Linked DNA regions of Mus musculus: region 2 is linked to region 1. The links are chromatin contacts, called in public Hi-C maps. All regions are on one chromosome and are shown on one strand. Each heading gives the region's core, a stretch centred on a gene start, on an enhancer-like site or on the middle of the called end of the contact. The rest is flanking DNA. Distances are from core to core; before and after follow the strand shown.

Region 1 (5,197 bases), core at 1,092-3,591:
CTTTAAAAACAATGTGAGAGTGGGGGTGATGGCAAAGGTCCAACCATTTAAAAACATCTACTCAAGGCATAAGAAGCCTAGGACCCTTTCCCTTTCCTTAAGTTCCCGTGTTTTGATAGATTTTCTGCTTTTAAAGTCGATTAAAAATGAGTGAAATCTGGTGACAAAGAGCTTCATGCAGCAGGTGCTCTGAATATTTAAATTCAAACACTACATCTTTTTTCTTCACAGCAAAAGTATTTGAGATTAAACGTCAAAATAACAGAGTACGCATGAGTTTTTTCAATTATTTTCTTTTCAGTTATTCAGAGCTTAGCATATGATTGCATTCCAATTCTTCATCTCTTAACATGCTTTCAAAAGGCATATTCTTAGGGAAGCTGAGTTCATGGAAACCTGCTCTATAACTAATAAGCATTCTACCAGGTCAGTACCAATTATATAGTATTTCCATCCGACCAGAGACAGCTACAAGTCAATACACTATTAAATGCTTCTGACATGATGTATAAGGAAGATGAAAATTCTTAATATCCTTCTAAACACCCTGTAATTCAACAAAAAAAAAAACAACACTCTGTGCTGATAAACTTGCTAAATTAACAAAATAGAAGCCTCCTGATTAGGCAATAAGAATTTCAAAGTAGCTGTTGGTTAACTTGAGCAATCTCACTTTCTTTTTATTTATTTATTTTTTAAAGTTCATACACCATCATGGCCCACACTTGGCAACATTGTACGTATCAGTCTTGGGCAGATTTGGCTGATGTTGCCAATGAGTAATAAAAAGGTGCGCGCGCCGGAACCAGAAACAGAAAGAGCCCCATCCATTCTTTGTGGTGTGCTGGGCAAAGCCTGTGTCAAGATTTTATTCCACTTAATCAATAAACCCATGGACCAAATCGATTAGAAAAATGCTACTGGTGCGCCTACTCTGGAGCTTCTCGGTCTTGCAAAGATTCTAACGCAAATGAAAATAAATACTACACTTTTCATTACACGTATCAGAACCTCCGTTTATGTAATCTGATTGCATTAAACGCCCTGCATTAAGATTTGTAATTTTTCAGCATTTTCTGGAAACGCCTAGCCATTTCACAGCTCAAGTTCAGTGTCTACAAGAATGAAGAAAAGCCATTATCCTTAAAACACAAAGAACCAAACCAGCACTTGTTTGGTCAGTTTCGTGTGTCCCAGAATATCACACTTAAGCTATCAAAAAATAAAAATAAAAATAAAATCTGGTCCAGAGCGCCTTTGTCTCCTTTTCCTTATCTCACCCTTTAATTCCATGAGGACCCCTAGAGCCATCCATTCATACACAAAATCAGTCACCATCCTTCCCTGGGTACCCAACACAGGTAGTTATGTGAATACCTACCAATTCGTCTGGGCCCGGGACACACACACATTCTCCTGTCATCACAACACGGAGCCGACAACATCCACAACCCGCGCGGACAGCAGCAGCGACAGCAGCAGCGGCCCATTGAAAGCAAAGCAGAGATGCTCATTAGAGGAGGCGGCGGCGGGGAGGCGGGAGCGGAGGAGGGGCGAGGTCTCGCAGCAGCCCAGTGAATGGGCTGGGAGGGGAGGAGAGAATGGAGGGGGGAGAAAGGGGAGGGGAGAAGAAGAAACCAAACAAACCCACCCGGCAGGCGAGGCGGCATCACAGCCCCCGGCGGGCAACTCCAGGAGCCCGGACAGGCGCACCGCCGCCGCTCCATGCAGCCAGCGCACCGAGCCCACAAGCACTCAGCATCTTCAGGCCCGCCCGGCCCCACGCCGCGCCCGCTTCCGCAGAGCTCCAGGCACAGCCCGCCGTGGGCAGCCGGCTCCGCCACGCGGGGCCAAGCGTGTCAGCGGGGAGCCGAGGCAGACACGCCCGGGCCACAGCGGGCGCCCCGCGCGCTGACAGCCGGGTGCCGCCCGGGACCCGCGGCAGCTCCTCGCGACCGAGGCTCCGCGCGCACCCGGCCCTCCACCCGCGGCCGCTCCCCACGCGCGCCCTCCACTTCACCGCCCTGACGCCCCCTCACGACTCGGCAGCGGTGGACGAGGATACCAACCGGGCACAGTCGAGCACCCGCTGCGGTCTGCCCCGGGTGGCGGCCGCACCCCTCCGTGCGCGTCCTTCCCTCACTCAGCACCACGCAGCACCCCGGCGCGCTGCAGCTCGGCCCAGGCCAGCCCACTCCGCGCCCCTGCCTCGCCCGGCCTCCACCCTGCCCCGCCCCCACAGGCGCTCTTGAGCTCTTCGCCTTCTGATTGGCTGCGCAATGGCGGGTGGGCGGGACCCGGAGGGCCAGAGGGGCGGGGGGCGGAAGAGGGCGCGCTCCCCGCCAGTTTTGTGACGTCACGGAGGTCAGACAATCCCTTCCATTTGGCGCGGCTAGCCTATTGGTTCCACGCGTGCGCGCGCCCCGTGACCACGCCCTGTTGCTGGTGAAGGTGGGTTTGCGCGTGCCGCGAGGTGGACAGCCTTGGTTGGGTTGCGTTTGGACTCCCAGATGGGGAAGCGCCTGGGCGGGATCCAGCATCCCTGAGCGCGTGGCGCTTTGGTAGCCAGTTGCTTCCTGGCGGGCGGGCTTTCGCGAATGCCTGGCACTTCTGCTGGGCCCCGCGTGCTGCTCTGGGCTGGCCTGAGAGCCAAGCCTCCTCTGCACTGGGCTGCCCCAGGTAGACCGCGGGAACAACACAATTGAGGCGTGGCAGAGCGTCTCGGCGGTGTCTCGCTTCATTCATTCAAGATCAAGTTGCTGATTTTAGGGTTATTAGGTCGGATTGATAGTCAATTATTTTTATGTCTCCGGGCTAGGAAGCTGTAAACAAAAGCAAAAGGAAGTTTGATGAAGGAATTCTTATCTTTGTAGATAAGAATAACACGAGTGCTCTTGTTCTTGGAAGGACTTTGAAATCAGCATTCCCTCCTTGGTCCCTGACTCATTCAGAGTTATGAATTTTAAAATGCAGCCAGTGAAAGTGGGAAGAGCACTGAACTTGGAGTCAGAAGAGCCTTTCAAGTTATTCCCAGTGACAAAAATCCATCTTCCTCCCATGAGACTCAGTTTGCCTATCTGTGGGGTGAGGTTAGGCTTAAGATGTGCTAAACAACACACTAAGGGTTCTTGCTGCCATCTGCGGTTGTCTCTTTATGGGACAGTGCCTTCTTCACTTACCTACATCCACATAGATGCCATCTTCATGACATGAAACTTTCTTGGGAGAAGCTATGCTTCTGCCCAGTGTTAATGAGTTTACGTTGATTTATTCTACACCTTATTAACTAATAAAGTTTACAAAGTAATTTGGACTAGATAGATGAACTCCCAAGTTTACTGTGAAATTTTATTAATCCTGAAGTATTTAAATTTTTATGTAATAAAGGAAAAACCTTATATAACCAAACCTGCAATTCATAATTCCCCAAATCTTTCAAGCTGCCTCTATTTCTAAACTGGAGAATTTGCTCATCCCCAGAAGAGGCTTACGGGCAGAGATGATTGGTGAGGGGGAAAATATAGGTACCTTTCCCCAACCAAGAACAAACAAGCCAAGATCCCCATCAGTCCCCTGCCTTCCCCTCTTGGAGAAGAGATACATTTATCCTCTCCTAACAACAATCAAGATTAGCCATTTCTACTTAGAGACAGTCCCAATATATCTGATGCAAGGGTTTAGTTTGGTGTGTACACAGTAAGGCAAGAGTGTATCCTCAGCGTTTTAGGGAGAATGCCATATTCCCGGACTTTGCCTATGCATAGTTGACTGTGTGTCTAATTAATGTCAGGTGCACTACAGACAGGAACCTGCACAGATGAAAACAGTGAATGCAGGCCCTAATCTACCAGGAAAAAGAAAAGCTCTCATATTACAACCCTTATCAACCAAATTTTCTTGAACTCTCGGAAAGGAAATCCCGAACAATAATTTCATCCCTCAGTACTCTTCGTGTAGCCTACTGTCAACCTATATCTTTTTCTAGTCTGTTATTGCTTCATTTCAATTAAGTTATTGTGTGATTTTTTTGCAAATCTGCGTGAGGCCTTATTTTCAGTTCTCTGGATTAAGAGACCAAGAACCTAGAAACGCCTGACTGCTGACTTCTTTACATAAGAATTGTAAATAATGAGATTCCAAAATTCATGCCTCAACAGCAGATGACCTTGAAGGCTATCACAGTAGTCAAACTTGCTCATAACACAGTGCTATCCGCGTCGCATAAAGTTCTCTTTTCAAACTGATTTTTGTATCTGCATGAGAATTTCCAACTTATTTTACTATGTTCAACCTTTTAGTTTTCTACCTGGATAGTATTGATTTCCCCATCTTATTCTGGCTTTTGGATGACCTGTCTATATTTGAAAATAATGCTGATTCTCAGAAAGAAAAAAAAAAGTAACTTGCCACGACTAAATATAGTCAAAATAATTTGTCACCAAGATTGAATGCCAAGATATTTCTGGAATTGGGATAAAGCCTCCTCAGAGTGATGACTTTGAAATAGTCTCAGAGGTGTAAGTTCTATTCTCTAGTTACATGACTGAGTGACATGCATATTGTGAAATGCCAGCCCACAGCGATTCCAACTCCTGTGTCCTGGATGAAGTTCTCTGCCTTGACTCTCTTCTGGCTTGGCCTTCCTCTCTTTCTGGGTGGAATCCACCCAACTGGACTTACTTCAGTAGTGCTGTTATTATGTGGCCAGGGCCAGGACAGATCTGTGGGGTTTCTGCTGTAACTTGATTGTTTGAGCCACCAGAATACCTGTTGGTATTTCAACCTTGAAAGATATTGAGAAGTAACATGAAAACAACCTAGGATTATCATAGAGACAGAACAGGCAGAGAGAAAGCAGGGTCTTTGAAAAATTAACTATGTCTATCCTACACAAGTACCTTTGAGATACTAACACAGAGATAAGTGACCAGTAACATTTAAGTTGTTCTCTTGGCACACAGCATATGATCCAGTAGCCTCAGAGGTCCCAGCCAAGAAGCTTAAAATAAACCTACATAGGAGTGTAACATGTCAGCCTGATGGTTACTGTTTGCCTTTGGCCAAAATCAGTTAGAAGGAAGAGAGGCTGGTTCTCCATATTCCTCCTGATTCTCTACAGGTCTTCTGGGAAATCAGCAAGTAACTAGTAACTAGTAACTAATCAATCAATGCTTGCTTTCTTGGTGTTAAGGTGAGT
Region 2 (5,197 bases), core at 1,662-4,161, 640 kb before region 1:
AAGAGCGTACACCATGGGTTATCCAATAACAAATGCTCAACCCTGAAAACACACATACAAGTCCCACTATACCTACTGAACAGTATATATTTAGGACTATATGTATGTATATTCCTATACATATGTGCATACAGCAACAGCTAATGAAAAGGAGGCCATGAACTTGAAAGAGAACAAGAAGGGGTGTACGTCAGGTTTAGAGGGAGAACAGGGAAGGGGGGAGTAACGTAATTGTAACTACCATCTTAAATATAATATATATATATTTTTTTTTTAAGAAAAAGAAAAAAATCATTCATTTTTAATGTCAAGTTTAGTTGCATTAAATTTTAGCAGCAATAACAGTACAACCTGAGCTGGGTCTGGTGACTTACTGCTATGATCTCAGCACTCAGGCAGGCAGGTCTCTGTGAGCTCAAGGCCTCCAAAGCCAGTTCCAGGCTAGCCAGAGCTACATAGTAAGACCGGACAAAGACCGCATGTATTTTAGCCAATTTATCTACTTTGTCATTTTTGCCTGGCCCTAAAAACCAGAAGCTAATTGAGTGCAAACTTCTCACCTCATCTCTATCATTGTTCATCGAACTTCACAACTGAAAGACAAAAGTAATGTTATGGTGATGATATAGTTAGGCAACAGAGCTTATTAAGTCCTGGGTGGTACATGCCTTTAATTCCAGCAGAGGACAGCCTGGTCTACAGGTTCACTTCCAGGACAGCCAGGGCTGCACAGAGAAACCCTGTCTCAAAAAACCAAAGGAAATGAAAGCGAGCGAGAGAAAGAGAGAGAGAGAAGAGAAGGAAAAAGCCAAACTAAATGATGACTACATATCCACAAGAATAACCTTGCTACTTCAATCTCTAGTCCCATCATAGGCACATGAGCCAACAGAGCTACAAACAGGCTTCCAGATGTCCATGTAGACTAGAAAGGGTCCAAGAGAAATGTTAACACTGTTCTCCTCAAAGCCTGTGTCTGTTTCAGGAAGCATCAATGCAAGCACCATTGCACACACAGTACAGGAGAGGCGTCTGGAAGAACATTTACTTCCAGGGACAGCTGGACAACAAAGAGGCTCCTGAAGGACCTGAGAATAAGCCAAAAGCTATAAACTGTACCTGACCTGAATTCAAACAAGAATATAGAGACTGGCCTAATTTTAACATAATAAATACACGATATGTAAACAGAAGGGATTCGGGGAAATTCCTGACACGGGACGTGTTTGCTGTAAATATTATCATCACAAACATCATTACAATAAATATTTATACTTTGTTGACTATTATATCCCAGCACCCAAAAGAATAGAGACTTAGCCAAGGAATTAAATATTTGTTGAAAGGACCCATTATTTTAATAAAACTGCCACCCAGTAATTGTCCTGAATAAAACACATGTTTTTAGATTACCTGTAATTCTATAACCAAAAATCATTTAACAGTTTATAGTCAACTACTTTTACAAAATGATATAGCCTTTTAAAAAGGTCCACATCATAGTTATTAAGTATAATAATTCCATCTTAAATGCAATTTCTGCATATTTACAATATCAAGTTTTAGTGGCACTGTGCGATTTTTCTCCTGTGTTAAGTATTAATGTGCTCACAAAGACAAACTGGTTTATCAACCTACCCACACAGATTTGTAACTAATCACAAAAATAAAGTTTAAAAAAAATCTTTGTCAAATGATAACACATTGCAAACACAGATATAGCTATAGCTAAAGAAAAAAGAGGAATTACATTCTTCCTTACCAGCAACCTGTTTTGAGGCTGGTTTTAGGTAGTATCTTAAATGTGCATGAAATTTAACACGAAGAGCTGCAGGAAGAGGAGGAATGGCTGAATCATGACCTCAGGGACAGGACATCTAGTCCCAGTCAGCATGTACTTCTAATAGTCTTTTGAAAAATGGCTTTCCATTGAATTCTTCAAACTCCCTTCTTGTCTCCTTGGTTCAACGGCTTAAATCTAAACCAGATAACTAACGGTCGCATTCACAACTCCACTCAGTAAGATAAAAACTGCTTTCCAGCAGAATGAAACATGTAACTGTTCATCCGAGCGAATGAAGTCCAAGAGCTCAATCGTGCATACACATCCCATGAAGTTACTATGCCACCAATACTTTTTTACACTATGTATCGTACACTGCTAAGTTTTTTGCCGCTTCCTATCTTTTGCTCACTGTCCAAATCCTCTATGGATAAATATTGCTGGCTAAACAATAAATTCCCTTGGCACTGACCCTGAGGAGCGTGCAGAGCTCTCTCCAGTCCATTAGTTTTAACCCTAAAACTGACCTCCTCCTCCCCTAAAACCACTTACATGCCCCTGCCCTTTGGCATTTGTTATCCATTAGAGCACAAGTGAACTCCGTCAGGTTCTGCGCGTCCATCCCAGATCCCAGCCTCAGTTTCCCGCGAGGGGTGCGATCCCTCCCATTCTGCACCCAAAGCTTCCAGCCTGGACCAGAACCCACCCAAGCTCGTCCTGCTTTCCACTGCGGAGCAACTCCGGACCCGCAGCCCCGCCACCCAACAACAGCTTCCTTTCCGAGACTCCTGACTTTAAGTTCCACTTCTGCGTCCTATTTCGGGAGACGAAACTTTGGGCCATTTTCTCGGCTCGCGCCCGGTTCCACTGCAAACTCGGGGGCGCGCGCCCCCGCCCGCCCTGCTCCCCGCGGCCCGCAGCCAGCAGTCAGGCCCGGCCCCTCTCCCGAGCCCGCCGCGGCAGTTGGCGCGCTACACGCCGGAGCCTTCACCTTCTTCCTTTGCCATCGTCTCCGCGGAGACCCGAGTGGCCCTACGGCTCCCGAGCAGCCCGGAGTCTCCCAAACCTCCGAGTATCCAAACCCCGCGGCCGCCCCGGCCAGCTCCCGGCTGCCGCGCCCCCACTTCCTGACCCGCCCCCCTCTGGTGTCTCCGCCAACTGGGTCCCTCCAAGGCGCTCCGGGAACCAGAGTGCAGGGAGCGGGGCCCGGCCGGAGCGTTTCGCTAGAGCGCCTCAGCCATGCCCACGATGGCCACGGGATGGCAATGCTCCTGGGAGGAGCGAGTCCCCGCCGCCGCCCTCGCTCCTTGCTGAGCCTCACAGGAAAGCAGGAGCCAGAGCAAGCTTTTCGTGACGCTGGGATCCGTCTCAGAAAGTCATAGACTGTAGGCCAGATCCAGTCCCTATGTCCGGCCGATTTTTCAAACAGAAAACGGAGTTTCAACTGCAGAGCAACGAGTCCTGGACTTGTTACGATGATTTCAAAGCCAGGCAAGACGTTCTAGGCAGGTCCTTTGGATTAGTAGATGTTTGTTTGTTTGCTTGTTTGTTTTTGAGACTGGATCTCTCTATATGGCCAAGGCTGCTCTCAACTTGCCTCAGGTTCCCTACTGCTGCAATGGCAAGAGTGATACACAGTTTGGTTTAGTAGACACTTGGCGGCTACAAAAAAGTTTGTACCAGGTTATTCCCTATTGTAATCCCAGACCGTGACAAGTAGAGGAAGGAGGTTCATTATCAAGGCCAACCTCAGCTACATAAGCAAATTAAGTTATTATCATATAAAAAAGGAAACACAAGAGAGAGCAACGTGTCAATCACGAAAACTGCCTTGAACAAAATGTTTGCTCATGTCAATATTCTGGAAGAAAGCACAATAGTACTTTATAGTCTGCTATGAGGAATGTATAGAGATTATTTCATAACAATAGAATGCAGTTTAATTTTGTTGTGCAGTGCATGACTCATACTGAGAACACTGTGGCACGCCTTCAGTTGGCCCAAAAGCATGAGTGAACAGCCACTTCAAAAAAAGGATAGCTGTCTGTCTGTCTTTCTTTCTCTTTCTTTCTTTCTTTCTTTCTTTCTTTCTTTTTCTTTCTTCCTTCCTTCTTTCCTTCCTTCCTTCTTTCCTTCCTTCCTTCTTTCCTTCCTTTCTTATGTAGGCCTCCTATAGTAATTCACAGAAACTCCTAATTTTTTTTCCTATAATGCCTGGTTTCTGGATCTGTTCTGATTCTGTGGGATCCTGATCTAGTGATATTGGGGGTCCAATCCTACATTCAGGAGGGACGGGGGGGGGGGGGTTAGAGCACTTGTTTCTGGTTAATTGGGAGTTCAGCCAGAGCCACCAGTTCTTTTTCTGCCTTGCCTTGGACTCAGAGTATACCCTGGTGATACTGGAGGCTGAGAAAATTAGAGGCCCAGCGCTTGAGCTCCCATTGGCAGGGTTTCAACACTTAGGTTGCACAACACAGCCAAGGAACCACAAGGATGTTCCACAACACTAGGTTCATGTCTAGGGTTTGGAGAGGCCCAGCACAGGATGTCTAGCTGAGACAGGATATCTAGTTGAGACAGGATGTCTAGCTGAGACTAGAAGCTGTGACAGAACCCAGAAAGGCCCAGCCTAACTGAAATGGGAAAACTAGACATTTAGGAGACCTCTGGTGGGTTTGGAAGAATCAGCCTCTTTGGCTTAAAAGCCGTCTCACAGTAATGACAAATTAGGTTCATTCCTCTTTATGATTAAACTTGTTTTTCAAGGATCAGGCTATGCTCCACATAAAACCTGTGACCTTAACTACAAATGGTTTTGTACTGCCTGTTCCAGGAATGATAATTATGTCTTTGTTTCAATTTTTTTTTTAACCATCTTGCAACCCTACTTCCGTTTCATAAGGGTTGTCATGGCTACCTTGTTATAACTACCAGTTTTATGCTCACCTTGCAACCATGTCTTTGTTTCAGGATGCCCTTAGGAAAAGCTTGCTATGATGTTCTGCTCCTGTAACCCCACCTATTTTGCTTGCTAAATCCCCCATTTGAAAAACCCCTACTTCTGAACTATAAAAAGCTTTGTCTTCCTCATATTCAATGCTAAACTCTTGAGCCACATCTTGGTAAGAGGTCTGTGTACATGAATTTAAAAATCTTCCTTTAACTATTTGCTTGCAAGGGCTGGAGAGATGGCTCAGCAGTTAAGAGCACTGGCTGCTCTTCCAGAGGACCCGTGTTCAACTCCCAGCAACCACATGGCAGCTTACAACTGTCTGTAACCCTAGTTCCAGGGATCCAACTCCTCTCCCAGACAAACATGAAGTCAAATTAACAATGCACATAAAAAAGAAATAATTATTTGCTTGCCTTAATTAATTTGGCCATGATGAATTGAGTCTGTGGTCCTTCTCTTTC

What was found. A called contact is a pair of places that touch in the nucleus more often than the background predicts.
Region 2: a contact with region 1 is called in a Hi-C map of regulatory T cells, with 4 times the contacts expected there. The contact joins the promoter of Dpy19l4 here to the promoter of 1700123M08Rik in region 1. A contact is called at or near these places in 7 of 39 promoter capture datasets (the C10 cell line, cranial neural crest, hippocampal neurons and 2 more), 4 of 484 Hi-C or Micro-C datasets (embryonic stem cells, pre-B cells and regulatory T cells) and 1 of 9 other capture datasets (adipose tissue).

What each region holds. Positions count from the first base shown.
Region 1 is chr4:11,964,233-11,969,429 of GRCm38.p6, forward strand. 1700123M08Rik (RIKEN cDNA 1700123M08 gene) reads left to right here and starts at 2,342. Exons shown (of 5, transcript NR_040577.1): 1 at 2,342-2,451. Pdp1 (pyruvate dehyrogenase phosphatase catalytic subunit 1) reads right to left here and starts at 2,218. Exons shown (of 3, transcript NM_001098230.1): 1 at 2,070-2,218; 2 at 1,382-1,416. The coding sequence starts at 1,412.
Region 2 is chr4:11,319,226-11,324,422 of GRCm38.p6, forward strand. It overlaps Dpy19l4 (dpy-19-like 4 (C. elegans)), which reads right to left and starts at 2,912. Exons shown (of 19, transcript NM_001081201.2): 1 at 2,775-2,912. The coding sequence starts at 2,790.